Linked DNA regions of Danio rerio: region 2 is linked to region 1. Evidence: chromatin contacts called from public Micro-C data. All regions are on one chromosome and are shown on one strand. Each heading gives the region's core, a stretch centred on a gene start, on an enhancer-like site or on the middle of the called end of the contact. The rest is flanking DNA. Distances are from core to core; before and after follow the strand shown. Region 1 holds the start of xrn1 (5'-3' exoribonuclease 1). Region 2 holds the start of eif4g1a (eukaryotic translation initiation factor 4 gamma, 1a).

Region 1 (5,027 bases), core at 1,339-3,838:
GTCAATTGTCCACTATCCACCTTTTCATACAGTGCCTTCGGACGGACAGAGTCAAAAAAACATTGATCAAGTTCCTGTGCTGAAGTGTCCACATTAACAATTGTCTAACCAGACCAGCCCAACCACATTACTCCAAAAAGAGTCCAGTCTTTCTCCTGAATGCACAAGTCTTAAAGAGGTAGTTAAAATTTTAAATTCTGTAATCATTTAACCATCTTGTTCCAAAACCCAACTGAGCTTCATTCTTCTGTTAAACACAAAGGAAGATATAATGAAGAATGTTGGTGGGAAATAAAAAACTGTCATTGACTTCAATAATATTTTTGTGTTCCTACTATGGATGTTAATGGCTGCTTTTCCTCACATTTTTCAGAATAACTTGTTTTGTGTTTGACATTAGAACGAAAAGTTTTGAATCACTTTAGTGAGATTAAAAGGTGAGGATATTTTCATTTTGGGTGAACTATCATTTTAAGGACAACTCACAACTTTCATCAGAATATACTGTCAAGTTTTGTTGATCATAAACTCACCAAATGACAACCGACAATGACAAAAATCAAGCAAGCACAAACTAGGACACACTGATTCATCAAAACACTGGTTGGCATCTGTTAGCCGTTTATAATGCATGTGAAAGTTCTGAAATCCTATATATATATATATATATATATATATATATATATATATATATATATATATATATATATATATATATATATATATATATATATATTGTAAATAAATATTCAGTGTTCATGTAAATGTCTTTACTTAATTATCTTAAACTAAAGTTATTGAAAAAATTGTGATAATATATTAATCAGATATTGTTGAGGAATGTTCTTGCATTGAGTTTCACAGTAATTTCTGGGCCTCCAAAAATAATTTGAGCTGTTACTGTATATTGTGTGTAGTTGTAATCATTTTATGCCACTAATTAACGCTTTACCCTTTCCTTTTGTAAGTTTATTTCCCCACGCTGTTTAAAATGTTGTTTTTTGTCCAAGTATTGTGTAAAATAGCTAAAAACATGTTTACCAAAATATTTTGCTGTATTTGACACTAGTTCATGCAAAAATGCCAAAAGCAAATGTGCAAATTCAATATTTTTTTCTAGTCTACACTTTTATTGTTATTTATTGTAATTTTCTGTAATAAAGATATTGAAAAAAACATGACAGAATGATGTTTCTGTTTTACAAACAGTATATTCTACCCCCTACTCCTTAATATAATCATCAGGAGACAATCTGCATTTGTACATTTTTCAAATGCTTCATCCAGTGTGGTTTATAAGCATGTTACCCATTGGGACACAACTGTGGATTCAGGTTTAAGTCCCCACCAGGATATAAAACAAGTACACACTCACATACACGTACATCTATTTTTATAAGGTCATCCTATAGACATAATGATTTTCATATTGTACAAACTGTATTCCCCAGCCTACCTCTAAACCCAAAAGTCACAAGAAATAAAATCTGCATTATACGTTCAAAATACATTCATTATGCGTTAATTTTGAGCCATTTCTTTATTGTTACAAAAAATGTCCCCACGAGGTCAAAATATAATGGTGTTTTTATACCTGTGGGGACACTGGGCCCCATAAACACACAAGGTATGCACATGCCCACACACATGTACACAGATATGAAAATAGTATGGGACCACTTGACAATTCCGTTTCACTGGATTTATTTGATTTATGTACGTTTTAACATTTATTCATTTTCTTTGCTTAGTCCTTTTATTAATCGGGGGTTGCCACAGCGGAATGAACCACCAACTTATCCAGCAAATGTTTCAGCAATTGCCCTTTCAGTCGTAACCCAATACATTACGGGCAATTTAGCTTATTCATAGCTTATTTATGGCTTTTGGGGGAAACCAGAGCACATGCAAACTCCTCACAGAAATGCCAGCTGACTTAGCCAGGGCTTGAACCAGCAACCTTCGTGCTATAAGGCGACTGCGACCTACTGAGGCACCGAGTCCCTAACACCCTATGGGTTAAAATAAAAATATTTTCAGAGCATGTTGATAAGAATAACAATTTTTATCATTTGGTTTGATTGACAATTGGGGTTTTACACCAAATATGTAAAGTGTGTGGATGAATGAATATCAACTGTGTCCGTTTAAAAAGATTGCATGTTTCAATGAGCAGTGTACTTTTAAATACTTTTATTTTTACTGCTAGGTAAACCTTGAAGGACTAGTTGACAAAATGTACCGCCGGTGAACTGCACTTCACCTTGGCCAAGAGTGTCGGAATGTTTTCGTGTCAAATGGCCTCTTCTCTCACATTACATCACACACAGCTCAGCCCTAGCGGTGGGGTTTGTTTCTACCGGAAGGCTGTTCTGGTCGTAATAGATTTTGGGCAACATTAAACGAGTTAACTTTAAAAAGTACTAGTACATTTTTTAGAAATACATTTGTTTATTGTTTCATGGCGTTCGGTTAATTTAATAGACGTGTTTTAGTGTTTTATGAGTGACGGAACGGCGTTACATGAGGTTACATCATGCGAGTTTCCACACGGAGGTTTTATTAGCTGGACCGTAACAGCTCATACAGAAACAAAACCGACTAGCAACACCAGTCTATGAAATTCTGATCACCTTGACTTCTGCATAGGTTACTTCATCACTATTTTTATTTGAAGACTTACACGAGACGATGGGAGTGCCTAAGTTTTATCGATGGATATCAGAGCGGTATCCGTGTCTGAGTGAAGTTGTCAAAGAGCATCAGGTGAGCTAGTTTGGCTAAATATAACAGGCCGCATAGAGATCATTACAGATCTGAGAACAGAAAATCTGCCTTTACACTTTACCAAGCTACAAAACACTACAATTATTTTGCCTTCGCCCTTAACATGTTACGTGTAAAGTAAATTTTATCATTTTATAAAAACTATTTTTTTCTCCGATGTACAACAACATAATGACTGCTTCAAAGATTTTGAGAACTGTCTTATCTAGTCAGACAACATTTTATGATATGAAGCCTAGAGGTTATGGCATAGAGGTAAAGTTGGTTTTATATTCGGATATTCAGACATTCTTCTGAACTATATAATTTCAGAAAAGTATTCTTTGCAAGTTCTAAATAGGGAAACCATGATAGCAGCCAATGACTATCAAAGTACAACATTGTTCACAGTGAACTCGATAATGTTAATGTTGTTTAGAAGTCATACTTGCATGCTAATTCCGATCGAATGTTCAAAGTAACATGGTAAACAATATGGAGACTGCTTATTGAACGAATGTGTAAGTATAAAACCAACTTTACCTCTTCTTACTGGCTAGGTTTTTTAAACACGGGTTTTGTTCTGTATTCTTTGTTTTTATTGTGGTAAACTAGTTATAGAGACGAATTTGGAGATTTCTTGTCAATAGTACAGAATAATTGTTAGCTTTTCAATTTCATTTGGCTACTTTATTTTTTTTCTAGTCATTTTTTATACACACATAAACACACAGTGCTCAGCATAATTGAGTACACCTCATTTTGAAAATAAATACTTTTGTCCATTTCTCAGTGATTATAGGCAATGTATTTTTTAATGCGTTTAAACGAAACAGATTTATTATTACAGATATATTTATTAAAATAATATTTTAGTCACCAAACATATTTAGAAATTAAAAGATAATACAATTAAATCCAAGCAAAATATTGCAAAAAGAACAAAAAACAAATTACGACCTACAAAAATTCGACAAAATCGTTACATTTTTTGTTTGCTTCTTGATTTTTCCTCCTTTTAAATATAGTAATAAATATTTTTGTATAACAGAAATTTGGGTGTACTAGTTTTTGGACAATTATCGTAAGTTATTTTCTTAGATAATCCCCAGATTTGGCTTCATTACTGACTAATCTATATATATTTATATATATATATATATATATATATATATATATATATATATATATATATATATATATATATATATATATATATATAATGATAAAAAAAATTAGCCAAATTAATTTAAAAAACAAACAATTATTCTGTACTATTTACAAGAAATGCCCAAATTCAACACTATTATAACTAGTTTACTACAATAAAAACAAATAAAAAAGAATTATATAATATATTATTTAAATTATGTTTTAAATGGTATTAATAAATTTTTATTTACATATTTTTAGAAATCTGTTCTTTATCTTTTATACAAATACAGATTTGTCAGTTTTTGAAAACTGATTTTTCATTTTTTTGCTAATTTAAATTTTATATTAATAAACGCTTGACTTTAAATGTTAATGTATATGGGATAAAGATGAGACATCCCTTTTTTGTTTTCAAATATGTTTGAAAAATTGTTCATGTACGTTTAAAAGAATAGACATTTCAAAATCAACGCAAAACAAAAATAAAGTGTTTAATGTTTCAAATACATTTTGTGACGATAAAGTGTCAAAAGATGAGAGGCTGTTTTACATAATAATTTTATCAAAATGGATACATCTATGCCAAAATTTACCCACATTCTTATTTGCCCCTGTTCTTATCAAAATATCTGAGAGTTAAATGGTCATTAATATGTCTTTTCAGGGTTCAATGCTAAGGATTTTTTCTACTGGCCCAATCAGATTTATACTTGCCCTGACAAAATTTTTACCGACCCCACCAAAAATGTAAAAAAGTTATTAGCTATTTCTTAGCCACATATTTTAAATAATGTGTCAAAAATAATGTCTGTGAATCTAAAATTAAAATACCTAAAAACAAAAATGCTAATATATGTATAATGAGCAAAATACATGGTGTTATGCAAACAAAAAAAAGCAGTATGGAAAATGTGCAAGTATTTTATTGCAGTAATAAACTAGGGCTTGACGATTTGGCCTAAAATCTAAATCTTGATTAATCGGAACGTTTTAGCTCGATTACAGTTAATAAACGATTATTTTACTTATGGTAAACAAATATGTGATAGTTATCATTTTTGTCCCAGAAAATTAAACAGAACTTAAATGTATATATAAATGACCAT
Region 2 (5,130 bases), core at 165-2,664, 200 kb after region 1:
CACTACAGAATGTTACGTTTACACACACACACATACACACACACACACACGCACAAATTACATTTCAACGCATCAATTTTTTCCAGCATAATACTCACTACTCTTGAGTACTTTTATAAAGGTTACTTTTTACTTATACTTTGAGTAATATTTACAACAGATAACTTTACTCTACTTGCACTATATTTTTGGGCAAGTAATGGTACTTTTACTTGAGTATGATTTTTCAGCATTCTTTTTATCACTGGCAATTAATTTGTCCGGTGCCTGATTTGACAATTTTTTTTCTCATCATAAAGCCAAACTTAATAATTTATGTAAATATAACGATACAGTCAAAAGAAATGACAGGCCTGTCAAATTTTAGTATGTCATTAAAGAATCTCAAAAAACTAAAGAATCTCAAAATGTTTGGAACAACTTATTTATTGAAAAATAAAGGAAAACTAAACACACAATCCTGAGGTGTTCCGATATTTACAACCTTACATTTTATACGTGAATACAGGCCCATAGGGGAGGTTTAAGTGGATCGGAAGACCCACCCCTCACTGACAAAGGTCCAGAATTTGTCCCATACCAAAGCTCATTTATCCCATTTTGACTGCTAAGCCATAATGAATTGTGAAAATAACACATCGAAAAAGTGTTTGAGCCCAAGCCGAATCCTGTTGGCTGTCGGTACAGAATTTGGGATACCGAATTTGGCAATTTTGATGCCAGAATCAGTGTATCAAATTCTGAATGAGAAAGTTGAATGTGCTGGCCAGTTTGTTATTTGTCTCATAAATGATAATGGGCTACACTTTTTTTTTAAAAACAGATTCTTATTTTTTCCAATGATATTTGATGTTATAAATTTCATTCATTTTCTTGTCAGCTTAGTCCCTTTATTAATCCGGGTGTGCCACCATGGAATGAACCGCCAACTTATCCAGAACATGCAAACTCCACACAGAAATGCCAACTGACCCAGCTGAGGCTTGAACAAGCGACCCTCTCGCTGTGAGGCGACAGCACTACCTACGGCACCACCTTTATTAAATTTGTATTTTTAAAATAAGCATATATTTTTGTATATATTATTGTATTATTTCTTTATTCCAAATCTCTTTTTTTGTTACATCAATGTTTTGGAACATCAAAAAGTGTGACCATGCGAAAAGCTGATCCAGAAAAAAAGTGTTTAAAATCCTATTTCGATAGGCTGGCTGCAGGCCTGGAATATGTATTTATTTTCCGTATGCGAGGCTATAATAAATACATTTAGATTATTCGATAGAGACTTTTATTATCGCGCCGTATGATTTCTACCCTTGGCGAATGACCCCGCAGCGCTCAGGTTGATTAACCCGGAAGTACCCACGCATCTCACTGAGCACTCCGTCCGGTTCTGCGGGCTCAAGGGGAGAAGCGCTGAAGCACCATGGCTCTGCTCTAATCGCGTTTATTAAGACAAGTGTGATCAACTTACCGGCAATCCGTCACCATCCGCGCCTTAAACATGGACCTCCAGTCAAGAGGCTCGTCCTGGGGCCATCAGCTCTGTCGGCAGTAACATCTGAAAACTGTATTTATTCTCTTTTTCCCCCATACTGTCACTTTTTCTCGCCTTTGCACGCTACATGGGATTTAAACCTAAAGTGTCAGCCGCTAGCCAACACTTCTCCCTCTGTTTACCCAGATATTCCCGAGGAAACCAAGACGCCCTCCGTTAACAACGAAGAATAGCAAAAAGAAACTTTCCAGAAACACGTTGACGACGTCTCGCCCTCAAGTTTCCCCGTTTGTCTGCGGAGCCGGTGAGTAATCCTACTGCCTATGCTAACTTTGATAGCCGCGTTTAAACCGATAATCGCAGGGGCCAAGCGGGCCTAGATTGACACTGGCGACGGGTTTAATGCTGAGTTGTGTTCGCCTATCAAACTATTTTTTCCGTTAAACGCTCTCCCTTAAGTTGCCACTAATATCTGTGTAGTATTTTCTCCATGTTGGGTGTTATTTCCTCGGTTTTTCGCTATTCCAGTTTCACGCTTTCGTATTGCTCGTGTTTCGGGGTGTCAATCTGCTGACATATCGGGAATATAAATACACGAGACTATTTGACCCCGTAAGGTTTGTGTTAAAATGACATATGAACTGTTGATGAGTCGGTTGTTCTGTTGTATTTAAACGCATTTGTTTCCGTTAAACGTCTTATCATCTCGTGATGAATTGTGGGAATGCCAGCACGAGGACGGTGGAATAAGTTTGTCCGGTGCGTAATTTAACGTTTTTTCCTCATCAAAAAGCCAAACTTTACATTAAGTTGTGTATATATAACGATACAGTCAAAATAAACGACATGCCAGTCAGATTCCAGTGTGTCATTGATTTGGAGAGGGAAGCTAATAAGCTAGTGCGGGCGACTGCACACTTCCCCACACGTTTATTGAGGGCCCAGTTTGTTTTTGCTAAATCTACACATAGTTTCCGACGTGGGTTTATGTGTATAGCGTGTTGTTGATGTGGTTAACTTTTTTGTTCTAAAACGAAAAGCTTGTTTTGGTGGAGACCGCTGAGAGTATGTTAACGTGTCAGTGCCATATGGAGGAGGCTAGCGCTGTTAGCCGCGCCGGCAGAGCATCATGGCTGCGGTGTGACACGTCTGTAGGAGAAGCGCGCTGCTTCATCGCACTTTCGGGAACAGAGCTTGCAGGAAACTTAACATTTTGGAAATTACCCCATAATTTTTTTTTCTTTTTAACTGCATGCACTTTAGTGTTTATGTGGATAACCTGATTAAACATTTTCTGTTTTATGTTATTAACATTATTTTACTACGTTTTTATGTTGGAGTTTCGCTTTCTGCGTTAAATTGAGTATCTGGTCTCTTGTAATATTGTATTTGGTCCTCATATAAATCAGTCTACTGTACTGAATAGTTAAAAGGTTGATAACCACAGATAAGAAGTTTAATGCACACCCAAATCTGTGGAATGACGACCTCAGTTAACATTTACTTTAATGGTGTGGGGGATGGAAGTGAATGAGCGTGCAATGCATCATCGTTAGAGTAATGCTTAAGAAAATCTTTATTCTGTGAACATGAATAACTGACAACCCATTTTAAACAAAGCTTTTGGCTATTTTTAAGCTTGCACGTTTTGTGGATAACACAAAATGCTGGTGTAAATGGGCTTTGAATGGTTTGGTATTGTCTACCTTTGACCACCTCCAGAGGTTGTCAGATGCATTTGATTACAGATTTGTAGTGTCGCTTTTGTAGTGTAAATGCTCATGTGGTCAAAGCATTCAGAAATCCACAAAGCACAGCCTACTTTTCGCCTATTGACTTTTTTGTTACAGGATAGGGTGTAATGTGCTTTAAACTGCTGTCTTCTGAAATTGTAAGTCAATTGACTGAATAAAATGTAAAAGGCAGGACATACTTTGCAGCCTTGATTCTAACACAAATTTAAATAGTGTAGTTTTGCGCTTATTAGAGTAGCAGAAACAGTTGTTTATTTTCATTTTGCATTCATGCAGATGTATTATAGAAACATGGCTTCCTCTACTTTCATCCTTCCATGGCAAGGCGCCACACCAAAATTCACCCCGCCACTACTACGTTACTTCTCATTCAAAACATGTAGTTGTTGTTGGTTTTTGATAGCGGCATATAACCTCATCAAAACGTGTTAAAAGGTGAGTGAATTATAACAGCTCAAACTTTTCTGTAATCATAGGCCCAGTTTACACTAATGCGTTTTAGTTTGAAAACATAAGTTTTGCTATGGATATGCCATCCACACTACGCCAAAGTTTTTGAGTGCCGAAAACGGAGCGTTTTGGAAAAGCTTAAGAGGCCGTTTTCATCCTAAAATGCTGCTGCTTTGTCTCAGTGTTGATGGGGGAAAACAGAAACATCTGAAAACAGAGGCGGGGCTGCAGACATTCGCCTCTCTGATTGAGGCTTTTCCTTAATATTAAGTAGCCTACACACACCGTTCAGTTTTGCATCATCCCCCTGTAAGTTCAGACTACGCAAGTTTGATATAGAAAACAGACCCTTGACAACATGTTGAGAACATGTTGTTTCACTTTCTTAACAATAAAATAAAAACATGAAGGAACTGCTATCCGCTTGTTAAGTGTGACATCACGCGAAGCAGCTTCCGGGTCCAAGCACTCTATTCAGCTGAATGGGGAGACTTGTGAAATGGTAATAATAAAACGTTTACAAAGCGATTTAATACTTTCGAAAATCATGGTCGCAATATATATGTCCATGCCTAATATCCAATGACCAGAAAGTAATAAATTTTTTTTATAAATTGTTAAATTTTGGTATTTGTGATGCAGCAAGCCCAGAGATTGTTGTGTACACTGACTTTTTATAAAATTAACTTTAATGTGTGATGTGGATAAAAAGTGATCATAAACTAATGATTACTCAACTCAAATGAGTGGCGGCTTGGACCCGGAAACAGCATTACATATGTCACCAACACGTCACCACTTAACAAGTGGATTATCATTTTGATATTAACAACTTAACAGACAGCAGAAATGTCGTGGGATTGTGCTGCATATAAGAGCGTCATTTTCACTGTATTCATAACAAAACGGAGCCTAACATTACTGCCTCCTTTGATTTTCATTGAAATTACGAAACATACCCCCTCTTTTGCTGAATATCAGTTTTCATAATCAATAATGGCCATTATAAAAGTATAATGTACAATAAATTTATACATTATAGGAAATAAAGGCAAGCAATCAATCAATTTACAGAATGTACATGGTTACATTAATTATTAACTTATCTTTGCGCTCAGCCAAAACACATTACCCGAGAACAAGTAATAGATTTAAAAGACCAGAGTCGGGGAATATGTTGTTAGATAAAGACAACAAGATAAGTTAAATATCACGTTTAGCAAATATAGTGAGATGAGATCCAGCGGGAGACCCTTGATGAACACTCCGATGAGCACAGCTCTTATCTGGGTAGATAAACTGCAGCGCATGCCTGTGTGTGTGTGTGTGTGTGTGTGTGTGTGTGTGTGTGTGTGTGTGTGTGTGTGTGTGTGTGTGTGTGTGTGTGTGTGTGTGTGTGTGTGTGTGTGTGTGGTCACGTGATGTGCG

What was found. Hi-C and Micro-C count contacts between places; a contact is called where the count stands out from the background.
Region 2: a Micro-C map of caudal fin shows a contact between it and region 1, with 2.6 times the contacts expected there. The contact joins the promoter of eif4g1a here to the promoter of xrn1 in region 1. A contact is called at or near these places in 1 of 18 Hi-C or Micro-C datasets (caudal fin) and 1 of 4 datasets of contacts at active chromatin or transcription factors (embryo).

Annotation. Positions count from the first base shown.
Region 1 is chr2:18,963,797-18,968,823 of GRCz12tu, forward strand. xrn1 (5'-3' exoribonuclease 1) reads left to right here and starts at 2,589. Exons shown (of 42, transcript NM_201033.2): 1 at 2,589-2,766. The coding sequence starts at 2,692. It overlaps mhc1haa (major histocompatibility complex class I HAA), which reads left to right. Exons shown (of 6, transcript XM_003197841.6): 6 at 1-729. The coding sequence ends at 97.
Region 2 is chr2:19,167,761-19,172,890 of GRCz12tu, forward strand. It overlaps eif4g1a (eukaryotic translation initiation factor 4 gamma, 1a), which reads left to right and starts at 1,415. Exons shown (of 32, transcript NM_001080200.1): 1 at 1,415-1,570; 2 at 1,685-1,802.